2 separate regions of the Pan troglodytes genome follow, and region 2 is linked to region 1. The links are chromatin contacts, called in public HiChIP or PLAC-seq maps. All regions are on one chromosome and are shown on one strand. Each heading gives the region's core, a stretch centred on a gene start, on an enhancer-like site or on the middle of the called end of the contact. The rest is flanking DNA. Distances are from core to core; before and after follow the strand shown. Region 1 holds the start of SGK3 (serum/glucocorticoid regulated kinase family member 3). Region 2 holds the start of PPP1R42 (protein phosphatase 1 regulatory subunit 42).

What was found. HiChIP or PLAC-seq counts read pairs in DNA pulled down with a chosen protein or histone mark.
Region 2: a contact with region 1 is called in an H3K4me3 HiChIP or PLAC-seq map of stem cell-derived excitatory neurons, with 6 times the contacts expected there. The contact joins the promoter of PPP1R42 here to the promoter of SGK3 in region 1. A contact is called at or near these places in 1 of 7 Hi-C or Micro-C datasets (stem cell-derived neural progenitor cells) and 1 of 1 datasets of contacts at active chromatin or transcription factors (stem cell-derived excitatory neurons).

What each region holds. Positions count from the first base shown.
Region 1 is chr7:75,364,477-75,369,316 of NHGRI_mPanTro3-v2.0_pri, reverse strand. SGK3 (serum/glucocorticoid regulated kinase family member 3) reads right to left here and starts at 2,800. Exons shown (of 18, transcript XM_063816348.1): 1 at 2,662-2,800.
Region 2 is chr7:75,685,030-75,689,869 of NHGRI_mPanTro3-v2.0_pri, reverse strand. It overlaps PPP1R42 (protein phosphatase 1 regulatory subunit 42), which reads left to right and starts at 1,934. Exons shown (of 7, transcript XM_016960234.3): 1 at 1,934-4,208. The coding sequence starts at 4,162.

The sequences.
Region 1 (4,840 bases), core at 1,551-4,050:
TTTGGGAGGCCAAGGCAGGCTGATCATGTCAGGGGTTTGATAACAGCCTGGCCAACATGGTGAAACCCTGTCTCTACTAAAAACACAAAAATTAGCCGGGTATGGGGGCATGCACCTGTAGCCCCAGCTACTCGGGAGGCTGAGGCAGGAGAATCGCTTGAACCCGGGAGGCGGAGGTTGCAGTGAGCCTAGGCTACGCCATTGCACTCCAGCCTGGGCAACAGAGCAAGACTCTGTCTCAAAAAAAAAAAAAAAAAAAAAAAAAAAGAAGGAAAGCTGTCAACATAAACATAAATACCATGTGTCCGTTATAAACTCTCAAAACCAGAGAAAAAAGGTAGGATGAAAAAAATACCCAACCTATTTTCTTTTTCAAAAACCAGAGGTGGCAAATCTTAAGAAATAAGTCCAAAGGGATTCCCATCCTTTTTGTAGAAAATGTGCTGTATTAGATACTGTCTGAAATAAGAGAGGCATTGGATTAGGCCTGGAAATCTCTCAGGCATAAATCAATTACTACGGTATTTTGAGAGACATGTTTTGAAAGAGCAAGAAGCCATTTGGAGTCATTCATTCCACAGATGTTTATTACAGGCCTGCACGTGCCAGGCACTGTCCACACACCTGCCCTCCATTCAAGCTCTGCCTCTCATCTGCTGTACAATCCAGGCTAAAGCACTTTAACATTTCCATGCCTCAGTTTCTTCATCCGTAAAAACAGGTAATAAAAAGTAGTTAAGAGATCAACCATACAAGATCTCTCTGAAGGGTAAAGGAGTATGTCTGGAAGCACTTTGTAAGCCATGAAAATGCTAGGGGTCATCCGACTAAACTGAATTCACAAATGACACTAATGCCTGTTGTGTCATAAATTATTAATATATCAGAGGAACATGAGCCTTCTTGCTTCAAGAGACACTTCATAATCCTATTAAATAAGGCTTATCGGCTCACTTAATCATCTCTCTGAAAAGAAATATATGAGAGAGAGATAAGGGAGGGGGGCACAGAAAGGGAGAGAGGGAGTCAGAATGCAGATTTTGACATTGCATTCATAGTCACCATAATAACAAGAATCATGTCTATCTTAGTCACCACATTGGGTCTCTAATGGTGCACATTTGAAGAGGGCATGTTATTCTGAAAAAATATTCTCTGCATATCTGCAAATCACAAAAGGTACACCTATGAGGCTGACCTACCAATTCAATGTTTCCAAGAGCAAATAGCAGTAAAATTACAAAACGTTATTTGTTATGTTGATGTGTGCAAAAAAAATGTTCTATTTTATAGTACATTTCAAGTTCAATCTGACCCTCATATCTAAACTATGTCATATAAATAATGTCATATAAACAGTGTCGAACAGATCAGGAACAAAGCTCTTTTCAAAAACAAAAGTAGGCTCCATGCAGTGGCAGTTAAAGAAGGGGAAGTTCTGGTGTCTCCAGAGTTAGCCGATGGGCACAACGGCAGTTGGAAGAGACCATGTTACACAAGTCATTCAGGTTCTGGCCAACATCTGCTTTGAACAGGTCGCATTCCCGGGAGCTCCAGGCTCCCTTACCCCAGGGAAATGCAGGGGTGGTGGCTTGTCTTACAGAAGTGGTAGCCAAGGGGACCAGAAGGCACACCCGGTGCTAAAACATGCCTAAAACTTCCTCTAATGTTTACAGCTCTTCCAATGACATTTGGGGAACTAAAGTATGGATAGCCTCTTCATTGCTAGAACCGCTATAATATGATGAGTTAAGAATTTGATTTAATATTTATAAAGAACTTAGAAAGAGCCCAGCGCATAGTAACGGCTATGTAAGTGTTTGGTAAATAAAAAAGGCACCTCCCAGATTGGCTGGGTGAAGTCTCAATCTGGTGAGAAGGGAGAGAATCAAAATACACAACAGTCTATTTTTCACTTTGACAAAGATTTAGAAATTACAGTGCTCTGTATTTATTTTGCACCCAAGTGCACCCTAAGTAGTCTCTGGTGCAGGACTGAAATTCTACTCATGGTTCAGAAGTCACTGTGCACAACTCAATGAAAGCGTTTTAAGTTTCAAGAGATGATTCCTTTCTCTTTTCTCTTTCCAAGTAACGATGACTAAAAATGACAGAATCTAAAAATCTCAAAGCACTTCTAGTGGGTACATTCCAAAGCTAAAACTGTGAGAATTAACAGGGCCAGATTCACTTGAAGAGACGTAAGGGTTCAAATTACAGAGAACTTAAAAGACGCAACGTATTAAGGTCTCTTACTACAGATCCGCTGACAACAGGTTAAACGATTCCATCCACCCCACTCTGGCGGCTGCCCCCTCCCCGACCCTCGCAGGTGACCTGCACCCACTTTCGACCTCAGATAGGGTCTCCCTGCTCGGCGTTCCCAGTTCCTCCAGGCTCGGCGGCTGCGTGGGGGTTAACAATGTCCAGCCACCGACGCCCCTTGGGCGTTTAGGAATCTCGAGGCAGGATCTGAATTCACCTCGTGGAAACAAAGACCACAAACTCTCCGGGAGCCGGGGGCTGGGCGGAGGTACGGCTTTTTCCGAGGACAGGCAGCGGCCGAGGCCCGGGCAGCCCTCGCCCCGCCCCGTCTCCTCCCGTCCCGGGCCGCCGTCGGAGTCCCGGGCGCGCGGACCCTCCCGCCGGCCCCGCACCTACCTGGCCCCGCGGTGCTGCTCCCGGCGCGGCGGGCGCGGAGCCGAACGCACTGCGCTTCCTCCTTCCCGGCAGGGCCGCCGGGCGCCGGCGTTTCCTCCTTGACGCGTCACGGCCGCTGGCGGCTCCTCCCGCGGAGCGCGCGGGAGGCCGAAGACAGCCGGGGAAGGCGCCGGATCCCAGCAGAGGGCAGCCCGTGCGGGGAGGGGCTGCAGGCTGCGTCCCGCTCAGGCCTCCGAGGAAACCCGCGCTCCTCTCTCTTCCCCGAGGACCCCCGCGAAAGGCCGGGCCGCGGTACGCCGTCTGCCCCCGTCACGCGCTGTGCAAAGTTCAAGAGGACACAGTGGGTCCTGTCTGGAGTCACAGACTCTGGTGTTTCCCTCTGCTCCGCCCGCAGTGGCCGCTACCCTGGGGCCCAAGACCCGCGCGGGCCAGAGCGCCGGGGCCCAACAGAGATGACCTGGTGTGTGCAGGGATCAGGACCCCCCGGGTGGGCCCGGGGTGTTGGGGGGGTTGGCTTGGTGTAAACTGGAAACTCAGAGGAGTGAATTAAATATCCAAATAATTGAGAACAACTGTGATTCATTTAGCTTTATTTGGACAGTTTTCCACTTTTGTCATTAGCAGAGTTACGGCCCTTGTGTTTATAAACAGTCGAGAACTTTCACAAATTGGCAGATCCTGTGTGCAGAGAAATTTCCTTTCCACACATCTTTTTAGATCTACTGGCTCTTTTTTTTATTCCCATTAATCTCCAAGTCAGCTGAGTGCACACCTTACAGCTCCTTATTACTCATTCTTGAATTACAGAAGCTGCGTTTTAGATCTGTTTATCTCTTTTAACAGATAGAGAAGCTGAGTGGAGAACTAAGAATTACATGGTTCAATGGATGTGGAGTCAAGTGGTTAAGATTTTGAAGTAGAGTGGGTTGTTTTCTTCGTCCCACAACACTACTGTAATTTAGGTCTTATCAGATATCACTTGAAGATAGACTCAGACAACTACTTAAAGATTCCCATGTGCATATCATGCCTTAGATTTTGAGACAATGATTTGTACTTTAGATCATATGATTCCAGAGAATTTGCCACAAATCTATGAACAAATAAACTGCCAAAGGTTATTAGAGGAACTGGGATCTATGTGTGACTTCCCTAAATTCAGAAGACATTTCCTCATGTTTTAAAATGATATTCAAAGATTTAGCCCCACAAGTATGGGTAAGGACATTCATTTTTAATGTCAATAACCACAATGTGGCCTCTCTTTAAAAAGTGGATTGTGAATCCAAATACTTTTTGTACTTCAGTAATCCTACAGAACTTTCTAAACAGTAGTTTTCAGAAATGAATATAAAATGCAGTAGATACAAAACAATACATTGCCGGTGGTCCTTTATATGTTTTACTGTGGTCCACAAAGCAATCCACATACATTAGAGGAGTTCTTCCCTTGTAACAAAATCAACAAGTGATGAGTGTATCTCTTAATTAAAGCCATATTCACAGTGCTGAAGATTTCTCAGACAAAAGGAAGTTCTGTGTCAATAAACTCCAAGTGGAATAACATCATTCTCACTTTAGAGACAAATACCTGGCTATCACCACATCTTGACTTTTTTAAAAAATAAACATCTGGGAACCATTACATTTCTAGATAAATTTGTCCTATTGTGAAGAACACACACACACACACACACACACACACGGAGATCACCTCCCACAAACATTTTATGTATTTTCTCTTTTTTTTGAGACGAGATGGTCTCACTGTGTTGCCCAGGCTGGGTTCAACTGATCAACAGACAACATGTTAGGCATTTTGCCTTTACAATCTGAGAGCTGCAATTTAATAGCTAGATTTTGCAAAAAGCTAGAGGAGGTAAATATATTCACAAACTACTAAGGACTTTTTCACTGTAATTAAATTAGTTTTTTTTTTTTTTTTTGAGACGGAGTCTCACTTTTGTTGCCCAGGCTGGAGTGCAATGGCATGATCTCAGGTCATTCCAACCTCCTCCAACTTCTGGTTTCAAGCGATTCTCCTGCGTCAGCCTCCCGAGTAGCTGTGATTACAGGTGCCTGCCACCACGCCCAGCTAATGTTTTGTATCTTTAGTAGAGACAGGTTTTCGCCATGTTGGCCAGGATGGTCTTGAACGCCTGACCTCAGGTGAGCCACC
Region 2 (4,840 bases), core at 685-3,184, 320 kb before region 1:
TTGCCATATGTGCTCTCCTAAATGGCAACTTGTTTTTTCAAAGACTGCAAGCCCAAAATGTAATAAAGTCTGCTAACAATACAGAAGTTACAATCTTTTGTAACCTAATCACAGAAAGATAGTCTATCAGCTTTGCCTTATTCTATTAGCTAGAACAGGTCAGTAGGTCTACTCCACATTCCAGAGGAGAGGATCACACAAGGGCCTGGATATCAGGAGGTGAGATCGCTGAGGCCATCTTAGAAGTCTGCCTACCATATAACTAATATTTACCAATCTACAAGATCAAGACAAAAAGAGGCATTAACAAAAAATTTTTCTTTATGGAGTTATGTGATGTTACACATGTCTGGGCCCTTTAACTTGCTGGTTTCTCAATGAAAGATAACTAATCATTAAAGCTGGTGTGCTGTATGTACTCTGGAAGGTCAAGAAATACATATGGGCTACAAAGAAAAATATATGAAATATAAAGTATGTTTCCATCTAAGGTTTCTTGGAAACTCTGGTTGAGGCTTTTACAAATGTGCTTTTTAGCATCATTCTTCCAAAAGTACCTTTTAAAATGATTCTCAAGGCTTCACAATATATATATTTTTACAAATACTTATTTCCCAACATCTGTAAAAGTGTAAATCTTAGAGTATTTTATGGTGAACTTACAAATTTGGTACTGAAGACAAGTATTTCTTGCAGTCTGCCAAATTTCTGCCACATTGGAAAATACACAGATGATTGTTTAACATTCTGTGCCATCAGACAGGAATTATATTTCACATCTTTTTTTTTTTTTTTTGAGACGGAGTCTTGCTCTGTTGTCAGGCTGAAGTACAGTGGCACGATCTCAGCTCACTGCAACCTCTACCTCCCAGGTTCAAGCGATTCTCCTGCCTCAGCCTCCTGAGCAGCTGGGACTACCTGGCAATACAGGTGGGTGCCACCATACCCGGCCAATTTTTTTATTTTTAATAGAGACAGGGCTTCGCCATGTTGGCCAGATGGTCTCGATCTGCTGCCCTCGTGATCCATCTGCCTCGGCCTCCCAAAGTGCTGGGATTTCAGGCGTGAGCCACTGCACCTGGCCTATATTTCACATCTTAATGAGAAAATACTTTCTCTTAACTTGTTGCATCAAAAAAATAATTAGTAATTCGGCTGGGCACGGTGGCTCACACCTGTAATCCCAGCACTTTGGGAGGCCGAGGCAGGTGGATCATGAGGTCAGGAGTTCAAGACCAGCCTGGCCAAGATGGTGAAACCCTGTCTCTACTAAAAACATAAAAAATTAGCCTGGTGTGGTGGCGCGCACCTGTTCTCCCAGCTACTTGGGAGACTGAGGCAGGAGAATCACTTGAACCCAGGAGGCAGAAGTTGCAGTGAGCCGAGATCGTGCCACTGCACTCCAGCCTGGGCGACAGAGCGAGACTCCGTCTCAAAAAAAAAAAAAAAAATCTTATTGCTAAAAATAGGAGAAAAAAAATCATAATTCTATCACCAAGAAACAACCACTATTAAACATTTTGGTATATATCTATATGTATATCCTTTTAGACATTTAAATATGTTTTATTTAAATGTTATTTAATTTAAATATGTTAAATGTGTTAAATATTACCACAAATGAAATAATACTCCGTTTTATAATGATATATGCAATTGTTCCAAAAGGAAGATTTCCAGAGCAACTGATTTTCAATGAGGCATTGCTAAACAAGGCTCCTAGCAAAGTAATGCTAGCGGCAAGTTGACCAAGTGCTACACAGAGCAATGGACCAGCCCTGCATCATTGTTAAAGCTGTTATCCCCAAATGAATGAACTACAAAACAGATAATTGGGGGGCATCTAATTCGTACCCCTCTAGTAGTGTTTTAGCCATATTACGTTGATCATTCTTTTCTTTCTTTCCTTTTTTTTTTTTTTTTTTTGACAGAGTCTCGCTCTGTTGCCCAGGCTGGAGTGCAACAGCGCAATCTTGGCTCACTGCAACCTCTGCCTCCCAGATTCAAGCGACTCTCCTGCCTCCAGCCTTCCGAGTAGCTAGGATCACAGCCGCACGCCACCATGACCAGCCACCCTTTGTATTTTTAGTAGAGACGGGGTTTCACCTTGTTGGTCAGGCTGGTCTCAAACTCCTGACCTCATGATCCACCCGCCTCGGCCTCCCAAAGTGCTGGGATTACAGGCATGAGCCACCATGCCCAGCCATTCTTTTATTTCTTATCCTTCTGTGGCTTTTTATTCTGTTAGGTACCCCCTCTTTAAACTCCCTCTCCCAGTGTCTGAATCTGAATTATGAGTTTCTGAATCACTGAATTATTGTGCTTCTCAGGACAAATCTTACCTCTGATGATTCTTTCTATACCATCTTTACTAGTTTTTCTTCCCTCTTTTATCCAAACTAGTTGGCATAGCTACTAACCCACTATTTCGCTTTCCTTATTTTCTCCCTCACTACCATTTATGGCCTCATGGTTTAAATAATCAGGTTTATATTGGAGACTATTAAAACCTTTCTCACCTCACACTTAACGTATGTAAACCAAACTCATCCACTTCCCCTCAAATTACTCACCATCTCTCCTCTTTCCCCAGTATTGTTCCTTTATCATAGCTAACATCTGGGAATTATCTTCAACTTCTCCCCTCCCTTTATACTATCCAGTCTCTATTAAATCATATTTCAAAATATCTCCTAAATTTTTTCATTCTTTTCCATTTTCTTTGCCTTCACTCCAACCCAGGCCAAGATTGCTCTCACTCCAACCCAGGCCAAGATTGCTCTCACAACTGGACTTAAGCAAAAATATCCTGAATGGGGTTAGGGCTCCTTTGCCACCATTCCCCCACCTTCCTAGGATACTCTGATTGTAATGGTCAGGGGGATAAAATGAAAGGAGAAGTGGGCTTGAAATCAGGAGGCCAAGAAGTTCCCTCTCTGCCACTCCAGGTGTGACCTTGAGCATGTTTCTTTCTTCTTTTGAGTCCTGGGAATTTCCTTATCTGCAAAATGGCAATTTGGATTACCCTCATGAGCTCTAAGCTGCCTTGCATTCTAACAATCTTCTGCTCTGACACGTCTTTGCTCAAAGAATGGCAATGACGACCTTTTCTCCACCAGAATCACAGCTGGTACTCAAATGTTTTCCAGCTTGCATTGTCCCTTACATCCAGACTGCTCACTTCACCATATCCCTAATGAGCCCCAGGCTTTCCACTATAAATGTCAGTTCCCTGTACTATTGTTCTTCTTCTGCAATTAAATTACTCATTTTGCAAACGTTTATGGAGTAACTATTAATGAACAAGGCACTTTGCTAGGTCCTGGAAATAGCGAGGTAAACCACATAATCCTTGCCCTCAAAGAATTTACCACCTCATTGGAGATATGGCTAAGTAGCTAACATGTAATATTGTATTAAGTGCTATGCTGGAAAAAGTAATACATCTCAGCTGTTTGGGGGGAAGAAAGGGCATTACTTAACAAGATGGGATACCCAGGAAGACTTCGGAAAGGCTGCACTAATTCCAAACTGAATCTTTAAATCTTAAAAGGAAAAATAAGACTGAAGGAGGTGAGAAAGTGTGTGCTATGCCTACCTTGAAGGGCGGAGAAGAGAGGGGAATTATTATTATTTTTATTATTAAGAACAGGGTATACTGAAAAACACTGGAGTGTAGAGGGCAGGCGGCAAGCGGTGAGGTTGGTCATGATAAATAGCCCTCAATGTCACCCTAAGGAATTTGAGGTTTCACCGAGGAAAGGATGGAGTACAGGCTGTATTCTGAATCAGATAATTCCTTTCCTGGTCTGTTATTGGGAAAAGGTGGTTGTTGGGCACTGAAACGGTCAAAGCCGATGGCAGGATAATCCGGTAGGGGGAAATGGTGGTCTGCCAAAAATTGTTCCGGCTACTAATTGGTCCACTAAAACAATGCGGTGACCGATGCCTCACGGCCTCTTCAAGCTAACAGGACTCTAGTCGGAGTCGGCCTAGTGACCACCGTCAGTGCCCATCAGCGCCCGGCCGCCGCCTCACAGGGGAAGGACCCACCGGGGAGGGAGCAGCCTGCGACGTCGCGAGATTTCTCGTGAGCGGCGCTTGGACAGCGCGTCTGGTCGCCCAGCAACCGCCGCTGGTCGGCGTAGGGACCCGGCGCCGATGAAACCCACCAAACTGGAGTTACCTACCGGACTGTCCCGCGAGCGGTGAGCTGCCCGCGGGGAATAAGCGTGGGGACCGAGGAAACCCTAGAACCATGTTTCTCAAACTTGCCTGCCAGTAAGACTTTCCGGGACATTTGTTAAAATGCAGATCCTTGGGCCCTATCTTTAGACATACAGAATTTCCAGAAAAAATAGTCTGGAAGTCTGTGTTTTTAACAAATGGTTAGCTGGCAAGATTGTGAAACAGCTCTAGAGGAGGGAGACACAGGTGGAGGGGTGGTCGCGGGGCTGAGGAAGCAGCCCGGTGGGCGTGGAGCTGAGTTTGAAAGGGTTTTGAAAAGCCTGAGGGCTGGAGCCAGTGATTTAGAGCATCTGGAAGCCACTGAGCCGCCTAAGTGGAAGTATAGATACTAACAGAATTCAGAAAACGTTGTCCACTGCCTCTAGTCTGTGGGAATTCCAGTAGATGAAAGCCAAGGGGTCCATTAAAATGGATTCCACCCATGTAAGAAACCTGCACATGTACCCCCCAAACCGAAAAGCTGGAAAACAACAACAAAACGAACAAACAAAAAAACAAAAAACAACAACAAAAAGCTAACAATAAAATGGATTCCTAGATCCTGTAAAGAAGCTCTAAGCTGTTCCCACCGGTGGCCTGGGAGAGAGAGATC